Linked DNA regions of Sus scrofa: region 2 is linked to region 1. Evidence: chromatin contacts called from public HiChIP or PLAC-seq data. All regions are on one chromosome and are shown on one strand. Each heading gives the region's core, a stretch centred on a gene start, on an enhancer-like site or on the middle of the called end of the contact. The rest is flanking DNA. Distances are from core to core; before and after follow the strand shown. Region 1 holds the start of GLYCTK (glycerate kinase). Region 2 holds the start of TWF2 (twinfilin-2).

What was found. HiChIP or PLAC-seq counts read pairs in DNA pulled down with a chosen protein or histone mark.
Region 2: an H3K27ac HiChIP or PLAC-seq map of alveolar macrophages shows a contact between it and region 1. The contact joins the promoter of TWF2 here to the promoter of GLYCTK in region 1. A contact is called at or near these places in 4 of 5 promoter capture datasets (fetal liver, fetal skeletal muscle and liver), 12 of 47 Hi-C or Micro-C datasets (alveolar macrophages, blood, embryonic fibroblasts and 7 more) and 2 of 2 datasets of contacts at active chromatin or transcription factors (alveolar macrophages and skeletal muscle).

The regions. Positions count from the first base shown.
Region 1 is chr13:34,431,921-34,438,573 of Sscrofa11.1, reverse strand. GLYCTK (glycerate kinase) reads right to left here and starts at 5,171. Exons shown (of 5, transcript XM_005669627.2): 1 at 4,989-5,171; 2 at 1,201-1,622; 3 at 811-962; 4 at 49-224. The coding sequence starts at 1,577.
Region 2 is chr13:34,366,282-34,372,588 of Sscrofa11.1, reverse strand. TWF2 (twinfilin-2) reads left to right here and starts at 1,592. Exons shown (of 9, transcript XM_013981767.2): 1 at 1,592-1,789; 2 at 5,250-5,327. The coding sequence starts at 1,765. It also overlaps a transcript of TLR9 not described here.

The DNA.
Region 1 (6,653 bases), core at 3,922-6,421:
CTGGCTCCACCTGCCCAGGCCTGTCTGGGGAAGAAGGGACCCACACACCTGAGCAGGGTAGGCAGCCTGAGCCAGCCCCCCACCCTTGAGCTGGGACAAGGCCTTCCGGATGGTGTTCAGCTCCTGGATGTTGGCTCCACGGGCTGCCAGCAGCTTGGTTAGCTTCTGCTTCTCCTCCAGTGTGACAGGCGGGATGGGGGCGGGCAGCAGCGCCGATCCCCCACCTGCAGAGATAGTGAAGACCTCAAGCAGAGGGGATGGGTGGCAAAGGAACTTCCCCACCAGGAGAGCAGGCCAGCAGTGCCTATCTTAGGGAAGTGGAGGCTAGAAAGGTGGGGTTAGGGTGCCCCCATGTGGGCATATAGAGAATGTGTGCACAGTCACCACACCCTGGGCACCTGAGGGTGAACCCTGCCTTGCAGTAGCCCAAGTCCCAGCAGACAATGGAAGAACTATTCTTTTAGAGCTTGGGAAGGGAGCAGACCTGGAAAGGACAGCGGAGGACCACAGAGGGGGCTCTGAGGGAGGTAGAGAACGAATTTCTAGCTCTGGGTAACAATGGTACACACACAGCAACAAGAGGGATATTTTCCCTGCAAGGCCCTGAGTGAGATGCTCCCTGGGTTCCCTCTCATGATTCCCCAACAAGATCAGTTGAGAGGAATACCCCCACCGGCTCAGGGGAGGCCACCAAGGAGTCAGCCATCCAGGATCTCTACTGCCTCCCTTGCTCTGTGACCTTGGTTCAGACCAATGGTCTCTTGGTCTGATATCTGGAACCCATCTCCCCAGCCAAGCTAGCACCCACACCTGAGATGAGTACAAGCAGCAGGTCATCAGCTGTGAGGCCTTCGGCCAGCTGTCGGATGGCCAGCGCGGCCCGCAGTGCATCCCGGTCCGGGAGGTTGTCCTCCGCACCCTCGAATACCTGGACACGGCTATGGGGCTTCAGCAGCATCTCTCTGAAGGGAGAGAGAATAGAGAGCAAGAGATGGGGTGGCTTCCTCTTCCCACCTGAATTTCCAGATATACAGGTAAAGAGACATGAAGAAGGGTGCCCTCTGACAACCACGTGCAGCCAGGCCATACCCAGAAGAAAACAGAAGCTGGTGAAGGAAGGAGGCCCCGATCCAGCCTGAGTCTGGGCCCAGGTTCCTCTCCAGATGGATTGTGGGGAGTAACCCTCCCAAGGCTCCTTACTGTTTGCCAGCATGCTCCATGGCAGCACGGATCCCCCTGGGCACGCTGATCACTCCCTGCACGAGATGTTGGCCTAGTAGCTCCTCAGCTGCAGCTGCCATGCCCAGCACAGCCTTGCCAAAGCCCACCAGGTAGAGGTTCTGCCGCAGCTGAAAGCTCCGGTCCCGCACTTTCAGCTGCCCACTGTCAGGATCCAAGGACAGTGCCCGCTGCAGCATGGGACCTGGCAGCATGGCACCCACAGTGCTCTCAAATATTTGCCGTGCCTGCTCTTCCAGGGCCATGCCACTGGCCAGCCGGGTCAATGGGCACCCCCAGAGGAGTGGGCGCGAGGGGGCCCGGGCGAAGTGACGCAGGACTTGCAGGGCTATAGCCATGCCCCACTGCTCCTGCTTTCAGCACCACCTGGAACCCATGGCTGCCTAGGGGAAAGAAAGCACTAGTGAGACCGCTGCAAGGCCAGAGACAGGAGGCTGCCACCAGCCACAGCTCTGAGGGCTCAGACCCAGCGGACCCCACAGCTGCTGCTTCAAGAATGGGCCATCTGCCAGTCCAAGGGGACTTCCTAAGGCCTTCAGCGGCCTGATGGCGCACCAGTCTTCAGAGCCCAGGCCTGCCACCCAACCATGTCCTCCTCTTCGGCAGGTCACACGCCAGCCCTCTGGACACTGCCCCAAGTCCAAAGGTCCTGTTGGCTGAGCCCTCCTCCAGATCGCGCTGAGAGTTAATCATTCACAGGGGGAACAATTACTAACAGTGGGCTCCTGAGGCACCCCTTTTCCACCTCCTGCACTTCTGAGCCTCACCCAGGGCAATGCCCCTTTCTGGTACTCCTTCCTTGCCTCTTTACCACTTCTGTGGCTATAAGGCTGCTGGCTGTCCCACTAACTGACCTCAAGCCCAGTGACCTCCAGCCTGCTCTATTTCATTAGCTCATAGCCCTGGGATGGGGAGCCTGGTAAGGCTAGATCTGTATAAGGAGGCTGTAGGTTTGCCAGGACACTGATAGGCATGCCTAGAATGCATCCACAGGGCAACAGGCAGGCCCAGAGGCACATAGACTGAAGAATTCTAGCACTCGGGGTCAATCCTTCAAGAGGTTCAGGTTCAAAACAGCAGTCGCAGCAAAGTCTGGCTCATAGTAAAACCTTGAAGAAGTCTTGAGACACCACATGGCCACAGGTACCATGGGGCCCAATCTGTTGGACAGAAAAGGATGCCCTTCCACCTACATGGTCAGACCCACCCCTGCTGAACACATGACTTTTGGCTCTGACATAACATAACCAGTCTTGGGTCACACCACCCACAGAGGTGAGAGCCGTGTGGCTGGAGCAGGCAAAGGCCAAGCTCCCACAGCTGAGGCCAAGTAGTCATTTTCCCCACTGGGCACAGTAAAGGCTAAAGAAGTCTTGAGGTGAAGGTCAAGAGGCCGCAGAGGAGTTTAGGGACAATAAAGTCCCAAAGAGCTCACCTCGAAAAAGGCATTACTGGAATGTGCATTGTGGCTCAGCAGTTTAAGAACCCAACATAGTGTCGTGATGATGATGGTTAGATCCCTGGCTTCACTCAGTGGGCTAAGTATCCAGCATTGCTGCAAACTGTGTTGTAGGTCGCAGATGTGGCTTGGATCTGGTGTTGCTATGGCTGTGGTGTAGGCCTGCAGCTGCAGCTCCAATTTGACCTCTAGCCCAGAAACTTCCATATGCCGCAGGTGTGGCTGTGACAAAGGAAAAAGATATTATTGGAGTTCCAGCTGTGATGCAGCAGGTTAAGGATCCTGTGTTGACAGAGGCATAGGTCACAGCTGCAGCTCAGATTCCATCTTGCCTGGGAATTTCCATATGCTACAAGTACAACAGAAAAAGAAAAAAAAAAGGCATTACTTTAATAAATGCCCACCATAAATGCTGACAGCTGACTGCAGCAGCAAGTGTGGACAGAGCAAGAGAAAGGGGCTGGGAATCAGGCTCCAGATCCACCACAAGGACAGCTCGATTTCTCTCATGGGGCCTCATGTGTAAAAAGAAAAGTGGAATGAGATTAAGACTAATAGTCTCCCCTGCACATCTCTGGACTCTCTGAAGCTGTCCACTGTTAACAATGGAACCCAAACATCATCTTATCCCACACTCAAAACACCCGGCAGGAGTTCCCATCATGGCTCAGGAGAAACGAATCTGACACTAGCATCCATGCAGACACAGGTTCGATCCGTGGCCTTGCTCAGTGGGTTAAGGATCCGGCGTTGCTGTGAACTGTGGTGTAAGTCACAGACACAGCTTGGATGTGGCATTGCTGTGGCTGTGGCAGACAGCTACAGCTCTGATTTGACCCCTAGCCTGGGAACCTGAACTTCAGGTGCAGCCCTAAAAAGACAAAAACAAAAAATAAAAAACAACCTGTCAGAAGTTCCTGCCCTGAAGCCCTGCATCCTCATGGTTACAGCAGGGGTTTGTTAACACCGAGCCACCATGAGCACTCCTTTTTTTTTTTTTTTTTTTTTTTTTTTTTTGCCACGACTACAGCATGAGGAAATTCCTGGGCCAGAGATGGAATCCACGCCACAGCCACAACTAGAGCCCCTGCAAGTGGCAACGCCTGGATCCTTAACCTGCTGAATCTGACTGCAGCAGCTCTGGTTGCTCATACAGGCAGGTTCGATCCTGGCCTGGTGCAGTAAAGGATCCTGCATCGCCACAGCTGCAGCATATTCAATCTATGGCCAGGGAAGGAGGGAGGGGAGGGAGGAAGGAAAAAACAAAAAGCAAAAAAACCTGGCAACTTCTAGCCTTCAGCCATTTAGTCTACATGAAACTCAGCTTTCCCGGAAGAGAACCAAGCATGCCCCAGATCAGCTGTGAAAGGCAACACAAAGGGATCCAAAATGGGCTCAGCTGTGGCCTAGGACCTCTGGGGCTGGGCCATTAGAATTAGAGGTAAAAGCCCTTTGGCATGTAGCAATAGTTGATTTTTCAGCCTGGGTGAACTTTGTACCAGTTTCTCTGATGGATAGGGGCCTAGAGGATCCCAGCCCAGGGCAGGGGGCGCCCAAGACTAAGGTAGCCAGATAAAGTACAAGTCACTCAGTTAAATTTGAATTTCAGATAAACAAGTAGTTTGTTAAATGTAAGAACCTCCATACCATGTTGGGGACATACCTATACTAAAAAAATTTTATTATTATTATTTGTCTTTTTAGGGCCCCACCCACCGCGTACTGAAGTTCCCAGGCGAGAGATCCAATCGGAGCTGTAACTGCCACCCTACACCAATTGTCACAGCAATGCCAAATTCTCCGAGCTGCGTCTGCAATCTTTGCCACAGCTCCCAGCAACTCGGGATCCTTAATCCACTGAGTGAGGCCAGGGATCCAACCTGCGTCCTCAGGGATACTAGCTTAGCCACCACCGGAACTCCTTTTTTTTTTTTTTTGGCCGCAACAGGAGCATGTGAAAATTCCCGGGCCAAGGGTGGAACCCACGCCACAGCAGCGACTAGAGCCGCTGCAAGGGGCAACGCCCAGATCCTTAACCCGCTGAGCCACAAAGGAACCCTTAAAAACTTATCTGTTGTTCACCTGAAATTCGAATTTAATTACACGCCCTGCCTTTTTATTTGCAAAACCCAGCAACTCAACTCGTGACAACGCCTCTCCTAAAACCCCCAGCGATCCTGCGCAAAACCCGGAAATACTGAGCAGACCCGCCTCGAGTCCTCCCCCCACCAAGCGGGGCTGGAGCCCTTTCCTCCTTCGCCTGTCCGCCCAGCCCCGGAAATGACGTTACCCTGGGGCCGAGGCCTCAGGCCAACACGAAGGAAATGGCTGCCGCGTAACGTCCAGTAGTGACCCGAGAAATAAAGGGCAGCAACCGCCGTCACCAAGCCCAAGGTACCCGGTGGCCCTGGCGGTGCGGACTTTACTGCCCCACAGCTCCAGGCCGCGGATCCCACCTTTCGTGACCGGAAGTCCCCCAAGGGGGCGGGGCGGAATCCGGAACTTTTAGTGCGTGGGGCGGGGCTGGGACTTCTAGGGAGAGCTGCTGGAGGATCCGGACTGGCATCTTGGATCGGGGTTTTGGCTCATCATTGACCGACTACATCCCCGGCTGAAGGCACTTTCAGGGTTCAGTGTCTTCATCTCCACAGTGGAATAATAATCCCCGCTTCACCGACTGCTGTAATCCGTCCCCCTCCTTTATTCTGTATTATCCCATCAGTCTCAAATCATTCCGACCTACTGTTAGGTGCCAGGCACTGGACTAATCAAGCGGGAGGAAAAATCACTCTACACAACCCATCCACTCTGGCGCCATATTAAGTCATCCTTTCCCCTCACCGCTGTTATTCCACAATTCTCCGGTTACCCTTTCTCCCTTGGGCGACCAAATCACAGCTCCAACTCAGCAAGAGAGTTCTGCTTCGTGGTTCTCGAACACACAGGCAGTGTGTAAACACGAAAGATCTTAGGCCTCCCACGGAGTCCCCGCTCTCACCCTGAGCCTGGCTTGTTACCTTCCCTTATACAAAAAGACAATTCCTGGAGTTCCCCTAGTGGCTCAGCTATAGCTAACGGACTAGTATCAACGAGGACGCAGGTTCCATCCCCGGCCTCACTCCGTGGGTTAAAGATCCCGCTTTGCTGTGGCTGTGGCATAGGCCCACCGCTACAGCTCCAATTCAACCCCTAGCCTGGGAACCTCCATATGCCCCGGTGTGGACCTTAAAAAAAAAAAAAAAAAAAAAAAGGTGCAGAAGGGTACATTGTTGTTACTAATGTTTTCTTCGGGAGAAATGCTTTTATTCATTCCTCCAACACTCAAGAGACGTTTCCTGAGTGCCTTCTAGGTGGACCAAACGCTCTGTCTAGCTGCTGGGATGAGTAAGAAGTGGTACTCTTAGTTGAGAAATTTCTGCTTTTGTAATTACATTCCGACAGTGCTGGGGGCCAGAAGAGGGGGTGTAAATTTGAGCATCCTCTCATTATTTAGTCCCAGACTCTCATAAACAGACACCATTTACTGTGCCAGCGCTGTTATATCAGACTGTTAGCAGGAGATATATTATCTTTTTCTTTTTAGTCTTTTTGCCATTTCTTGGGCCGCTCCCGTGGCACATGGAGGCTCCCAGGCTAGGGGTCGAATTGGAGCTGTAGCCACCAGCCTATGCAAGAGCCACAGCAACAATGGGGATCCAAGCCTCGTCTGTGACCTACACCACAGCTCACAGCAACGCCGGATCCTCAAACCACTGAGCAAGGCCAGGGATCAAACCCGCAACCTCATGGTTGCTAGTCGGATTCATCAACCACTGCAGCACAAAGGGAACTCCTATATCCATTTTTTTAATCCCCATCCCACCCTACAGCTACTCACAAGATGCATTTAAAGATAAGGTTTTGTTATACAGTAAAAGAACAGAGACCATTCCAACAGAGAAAAAAAGCCAAATTA
Region 2 (6,307 bases), core at 343-2,842, 62 kb after region 1:
CTTTATCTTTCTGAACCTCAAATTTCTTCTGTAATGTATGTAACAACACATACATTACAGGACTTTCATAAGGACTGAATAAACGTGTCCAGCCATAGTAAGTGTGCAACACAAAGATTCTAATAGTTCATTCAGACATTGTTTTAATTTGGCAAATATATATATATATATATATATTTTTTTTTTTTTTTGCTTTTTAGGGCTGCACCCATGGCAATATGGAGGTTCCCATACTAGGGGTCGAACTGGAGCTACAGCTGCTGGCCTTTACCACAGCCACAGCAGTGCCACGTCTGAGCCATGTCTGTAACCTACACCACAGCTCACAGAAATGCCAGATCCTTAACCCACTGAGCGAGGCCAGGAAGTGAACCTGCAACCTCATGGTTCCTAGTCAGATTCATTTCCACTGCGCCACGATGGGAACTTCTAATTTGGAAAATATTACTGAACACCTACTAATCCTGGGCACTGTTCTAGCTGCTGGAGATACAGCAGGGGTAAAAACTTAAACTGGTGGAGGGAAGACAATAAACAAATAAGCGAGTAAATATATGTGCCAGGCAGGGATAAAAACAAAGAGAATGATGCAGAGTGGGGCCAACCAGGTAGGAGGGAGGACTTTGCAATTAAGGTAGTCGTGTAATTTATCCAGTGATGGACATTAGAATAGAGAACATAACCTTATTAGTTTTAGTTAATGTGTTTTCTTGGTTAATTCCTATTTCCAAGGAATTTTTTTTTTTCAGGGCCGCACCCATGGCGCAGGCATATGGAGGTTCCCAGGCTAGGGGTCTTAATGGAGCTACAGCTGCTGGCCTACACCACAGCCACAGCAACGCCACATCCGAGCCGCGTCTGGGACCTACACCACAGCTCACAGAAATGCCGAATCCTTAACCCACTGAGTGAGGCCAGGGATCAAACCTGCAACCTCATGGTTCCTAGTTGGATTCGTTTCTCCTGCGTCGCGAAGGGAATTCTGCAGTCTCCTCTTTTCAGAAGACTTTCCCCACCCCTCTGCCAGGCTTTCCTCCAGGTTTCCACTCAAATTTCACCTCCTCCTAACGGCCCCTTACCCTCTGCACAGGGCACTCGCCACCACAGACACTGTTCATTTGCGGGCTGTCTAGCAGAAAGTCAGTTTGGGCTCCCACCGTCAGGACGGGGCCTTCAGGCGCGTCGCCTCCAGGTGCCCAGGGCCACAGGAGCCGCCCAAGAAACGTCTCCAAGGAAAGAGATGTCACACAAACACACGGGTGCCCATTCACACACAGAAAAACCCCTTCCCCGCTTCAAGGCCACGCCAGGATGCTACCCATCTGCAAACCCACCTGGCCCCTGACCGGGACTCAGGCTTGCGCGCGCTCATATGGATACGCCCCAGCCACAGACCACTCGGATCCGGGTGTACTGACACACACGTGCATGCGCCCACACATGCTAGGCGGTACGCAGATCGCATTCTCCGCCAGAAACAAGGCAAGCGCAAGCGCGCGGAAACACCACTCAAAGCTCCTCCCTGGGCCCACCTGGAGCCAGGCGCCTACTGCACGCACGCGCGGCCTCGAGTCCCGGCCTCGCCCGTCGGAGGCGGGGCGCTCTGGGGGCGGGTCCTGCGGCACCGCCCGGGAAGCTGCGCGAGGCTGGGAGGCTACCGCCACATCCTCCTCCTCCTTCTCCTCCTCCCGGTCCAGACGAGCCGAGCTGGGTCGTGGCCGAGCCGAGGGCTCTGAGGGCGCAGGCGGAGCGGGGCACGGAGCCATGGCGCACCAGACCGGCATCCACGGTGAGGGCAGATGGCGGACGGACGGGGGGCCGAGGGAGAGTCTGAGGCTGCGCCCCCTCCTGGGCTCCCGGCCCCTGTTTCCGATCCGGCACCAGCCTAGGGAAGCTTCCTGTTCTCTTGCAGCCGTGGGTCGCCTGGGGTGGGCAAATCTTAGTGGGGTGCGGACTTACTGGGCATAGTTGGGGGTGAAGGTATCTCTGTTCCCATCCGGGGGTGGATGTGCCTGTGTGTGCCTATCTATGTATTTTTGTCCCTTTCTGGGAGTGGGTGTACCCGGATGTGCACATCTGAGGGAGTGAGCACGCATGTGCACTTGTATGTACGGACCTGTGTGCACATCTGGATATGACTGCTTGTGTACATCTAGGGTCATTCGTGCACATACAGCAATGTCTTGATTGGACACTGTTGCATGGAACCATCTTTAGACATCAGTGTTTCGTGACTGTATGCACATGTCTGTGGGAGTCTGTGTGTGTGTGTGCACGCACAATTTGAGTGCATCTCAGTGTTCATTTGTTACCATGGATGGGTGTTTGGTTTGTACTGCTTTATGTCTGTGTGAGAAGGGAGCCCCGACCTTTGGCTCCTCCCAGGACCCTCACAAACCAGCCTGGGAAAAACTAAATGGGATGTGGAGAGTCACCAATCTGACCTTGACCTCTGATCTCCTGAGTCTGCCCCAGCTGGTATTGGAAGGTCCCAGCTCCAGGCTGGAGGTAGGAAAGAGGCTCCTGACCCTAGAGATTCCAGGCCAGGTCCTCCTTCAGCCCAGAGCATCAGCCTCCTCTCCCAAATGGCTTGGTTTCCTCCTTATACAGGATGGGAAAGAAGCAATGACCAGGGGCCAGGTGTTCTGACCCTACCCAGGCCTCAATGTCCCCCTGTGTCACTGACCTGGGAGGGCTACCTGGCCTGTGGGGAAGGCCCAGGCTGCTTACCCAGGTAGCCCAGTGGTTTGGCCTTCAGCCATTCCTCCTACCACGCCAGGATCCTCTGCCTGGGGCCATCATCATCGACCAGCCTGACCACCTGGTCTGCTTGCGGTTGTGGCCGCTTGGTGGCTGGCCCTGAGAGGGTTTCCCTGGCCCCGCCCACAGGACCAGAAAAGGCAGAGGTCTGGGTCTGGGCCAGCTACTCTCCAAGAAGAGCTGGAGGGGCAGCTTCATGACTCAGCCCCACAGAAGGGAACAGCCCCTCACTGGACCTGCCCCTTCCTTCCCCTTTGTCTGATCGTTGCTGTCACCTCTAACTGGGAGGGGATCAGAAGTTAGGGCTCCTCCTCCCCTCTCTGGGCTGACCAGTCCTGTGGCCTGGGCCCTCCCTCACTCCCTCATTTCCCATATGCTGAGATGAGCCTGCCTAGGGGAATCTGGGGGCTGAACCCCTTTCCCAGCCCTCCTTCTGTGTGAGGGCAGCCCACTCCTTTCCATTTCTGGCCTGGGGAGGTGGCAGGAGAAATCACCCTGGATGCCCAGGTGCCAGCCCTGACCTGGCTATAAGTGTGGATCTGCTGACCTCAGAGCAGGGCAGGGGAGGGACCTGTAACCTGAGGCTTACTGGGTGGAGGGGTGGGGGGTAAGGCAGCAAGTGGGTGAGAGTAGGGGGGGCATGAATCTTTGATGATTGAGGCTCAGGTATCCCAGGCCTGGCCTCTGGATTATTGATGGTGGCTGAGGAGGCATGGAGGGGGATGTCTCTCCCACTACTGGGGTGTCAGTTTGTCCTGGTAACAATAGAAGCAGTAGGTCTGAGCAGGTGGAAGGAACAGCTCAGCACAGCCTGCCCCGCGTCATTACAGTAACACAAGTTAATGATTATTATTAGGAGAGGCCCCCGTTGCGGAGCACTGTCTCCTATTTACTCCTCAGCATTTGGGGAGTATTAGCCCCGTGTTATAGATGGGTTTGAGGTTCAGTGAGGTCAGAGGTCACACACAGCTACCGGAAAGGTGGAGCCCCAGAATCCAGGCTCTTCATCATGGACCAGCTTGGGGTCCACAGAGGAGCAGCTCTGTCCTGGCCCACTGGGGCTGTGTCCATGCCAGGCTGCTCTGAGCCCCAAGGGCCTGCTGAACTTAGCTGGGACCCTGCCCTCCCAGCAGCCTTGGAGGCTTGTATACAGCCTGAGGTCTCAGGCTCAGGGTCACCCTTCATGCAGGCCACCCGAGGACATGACCAGAGTTTGTTTTCCTAAAGGTCCCCCCGCCCCCGCCACACCCAAGCTGCCCAGTCTGGGCCCTATAAATATTCTCTGACCTCAGCCCTCCAGCTGTGCTCCTGCAGAATTCTCCTGACCCCTGGGCAGCCCCAAGGTCATGCTGGCCTGGTCCTGTGCACCCAGAGGCCCAAGCAGGGCCCTTCCCAACTTAGACCTTGGTTTCCTCATCTGAACCATCAGTGAATCTGTGACTTCTGTGGTTCCCTAGTTCTGACCACAATCCTCACCTCTGTACCTGGGTCCCTATTCATTGGCCATCACCTTCCAGCTCTGTGGCTCAGGGACCAAGACAGGGACTGTTTTGGAGAGTCTCCAAGAGCCATTCCTCTTCCCAGCTGCCGGGGGTAGGGGCTTATCACCCCCTGGTGGGGCTGAGCCAGGGTTGGCCTGCCTCCTCAGGGCCTCTCAGGGTTAGGCAGCCTGGCTGGTGGGCTGGGGCTGGGTATGCATGCATGCATGTGTCAGTGTGTACCTCTGTTTTTTTGGGTACATTTTGTACAGCTTCTCTCTTGCACACATATGTCAGTCACACTCTGCATTTGCCTGTCTGCGAATTTCCTAGCACCCTGGGGACTGTATCTGTGTGTGTGTACATTCGTACATCTAAATGTGTGTGTCCATTCGTACATCTAAATGTGTGTGTCCATTTCTGTTTGACCAGCTGAGAGTGTTTGCGTTTCTGTTCCTCTTTCTGTCGCATAGTGTTTATGTGTAACATTCGCATATGCTGGATTGGTATGTACCTATTGGCACATGCAATGTGCATTGCATGTGTGCATGTGTGTGTGTTTGCATGGGCATGTGTAGACAGACACAGTAATCAGTGCACATTGGGGGCAGTTGTTCATGTATTTCTCTCTGTGGATGTGACAGTCTTGGGAAGGTCCCAGGCCAGCTCAGTGCTGGGCTTTCCTGGGGGGCAGGAGATAGGTGGGGGCCATTCACTCTGGCTGGTTTGGCCTGTCCCAGAGCCCGCCCCCATTCTCGAGTGGGCCGTCCCACCCCTGCATGCCCTGTCAACGGAGCTCTCACAGCCAGCAGGCCGCCCGCCTGCCACCTCTGTTGGCTAAATTTGGGAGCTTGTGTTCAGCGGCTGTCTCGGGTTCCCAGTCACATGGGGGGCCGTATTTAACCCGGCTCCCAGCTCCACCACCAGACCCCCCAGGACGGAGCAGGCCCTGAGTGTCTCTGCCCATTCCCTCTGCCTGCTCCTCCCCCACCATGTTTCTTGTTCTTGTAGCCACCGAAGAGCTGAAGGAGTTCTTTGCCAAGGCACGGGCTGGCTCTGTGCGGCTCATCAAAGTCGTCATTGAGGACGGTGAGTGCCTCCTACGGGCGAGGGCACAGGCTGGTGGCTGGGCCCAGCTGCTTCTCTGGGAGGTGGGGGGATGTGGGTCTTTAGCCCCCTCAGGACCTCAGTTTTCCATCTGGGAATGGGAGATGCCGTGTCGGAGAGTCGGGGGGAGCCACCGTCATTATGCCTGTTGTACAGAGCCGGAAGCGAAAGCTAGGGAGGGAGCACAGAGAGCCCTGCCCAGGGTCCTCCCCGCCTCACAGAGGCTCCGAAGGTATCAGCAGGGCCGATTGGGAGGCTGGGCTGGGTGGGGCGTGGGGGCAGGGGATGACTTAGGACAGGCACTGACCCATGTGGCTAGTGCCACTCACCTTCCTCTGTGGTCGGCAGGCCTGCCTGGCTTGGCTAAGGCCCCGGGGGCATCCTAAGGCGAAGCTGGGGCCCTGCCCTTGGGAAGTGCCCTCACAATGGGGAGGAGGGACACGTGTCAGCCTCTTGGAGAATAGGACCAAGGGATTCCAGGCTTGGCTGGGCTTTGACCTGGACTCTGGGGACCTGGGGCTACCGCAAGGGGAGGTACTGGGGTATAGGGCTTGGGGGTGGGCGAGCTTGAGCTGAGGCTGAAGTGGGAAGTGGCTTTGGGGAGACAGAGGATTAGACTGAGTCTTGAGAGGGCTGGGGGTGGAGAAGTCCTGGGATAGAAAACAGCTGAGGGGCTGTCCCTGGAGGTGAGGGGTGACAGACTCCAGGAGTGTGGGTGGGAGTTCCCACTGTGACTCAGCAGGGTAAGAACCCAACTAGTAGCCATGAGGATGCGGGTTTGATCCCTGGCTCCACTCAGTGGGTTAAGGTTCCAGCATTGCCACAAGCTGTGGCTTAGGTCGCAGATGCAGCTTGGATCCAATGTGGCTGTGTTGTAGGGCGATAGCTGCATGTCTTCGACCCCCAGCCTGGGAACTTCCATATACCGCAGGTGCAGCCCTAAAAAGGAAAAAAAAAAAAAG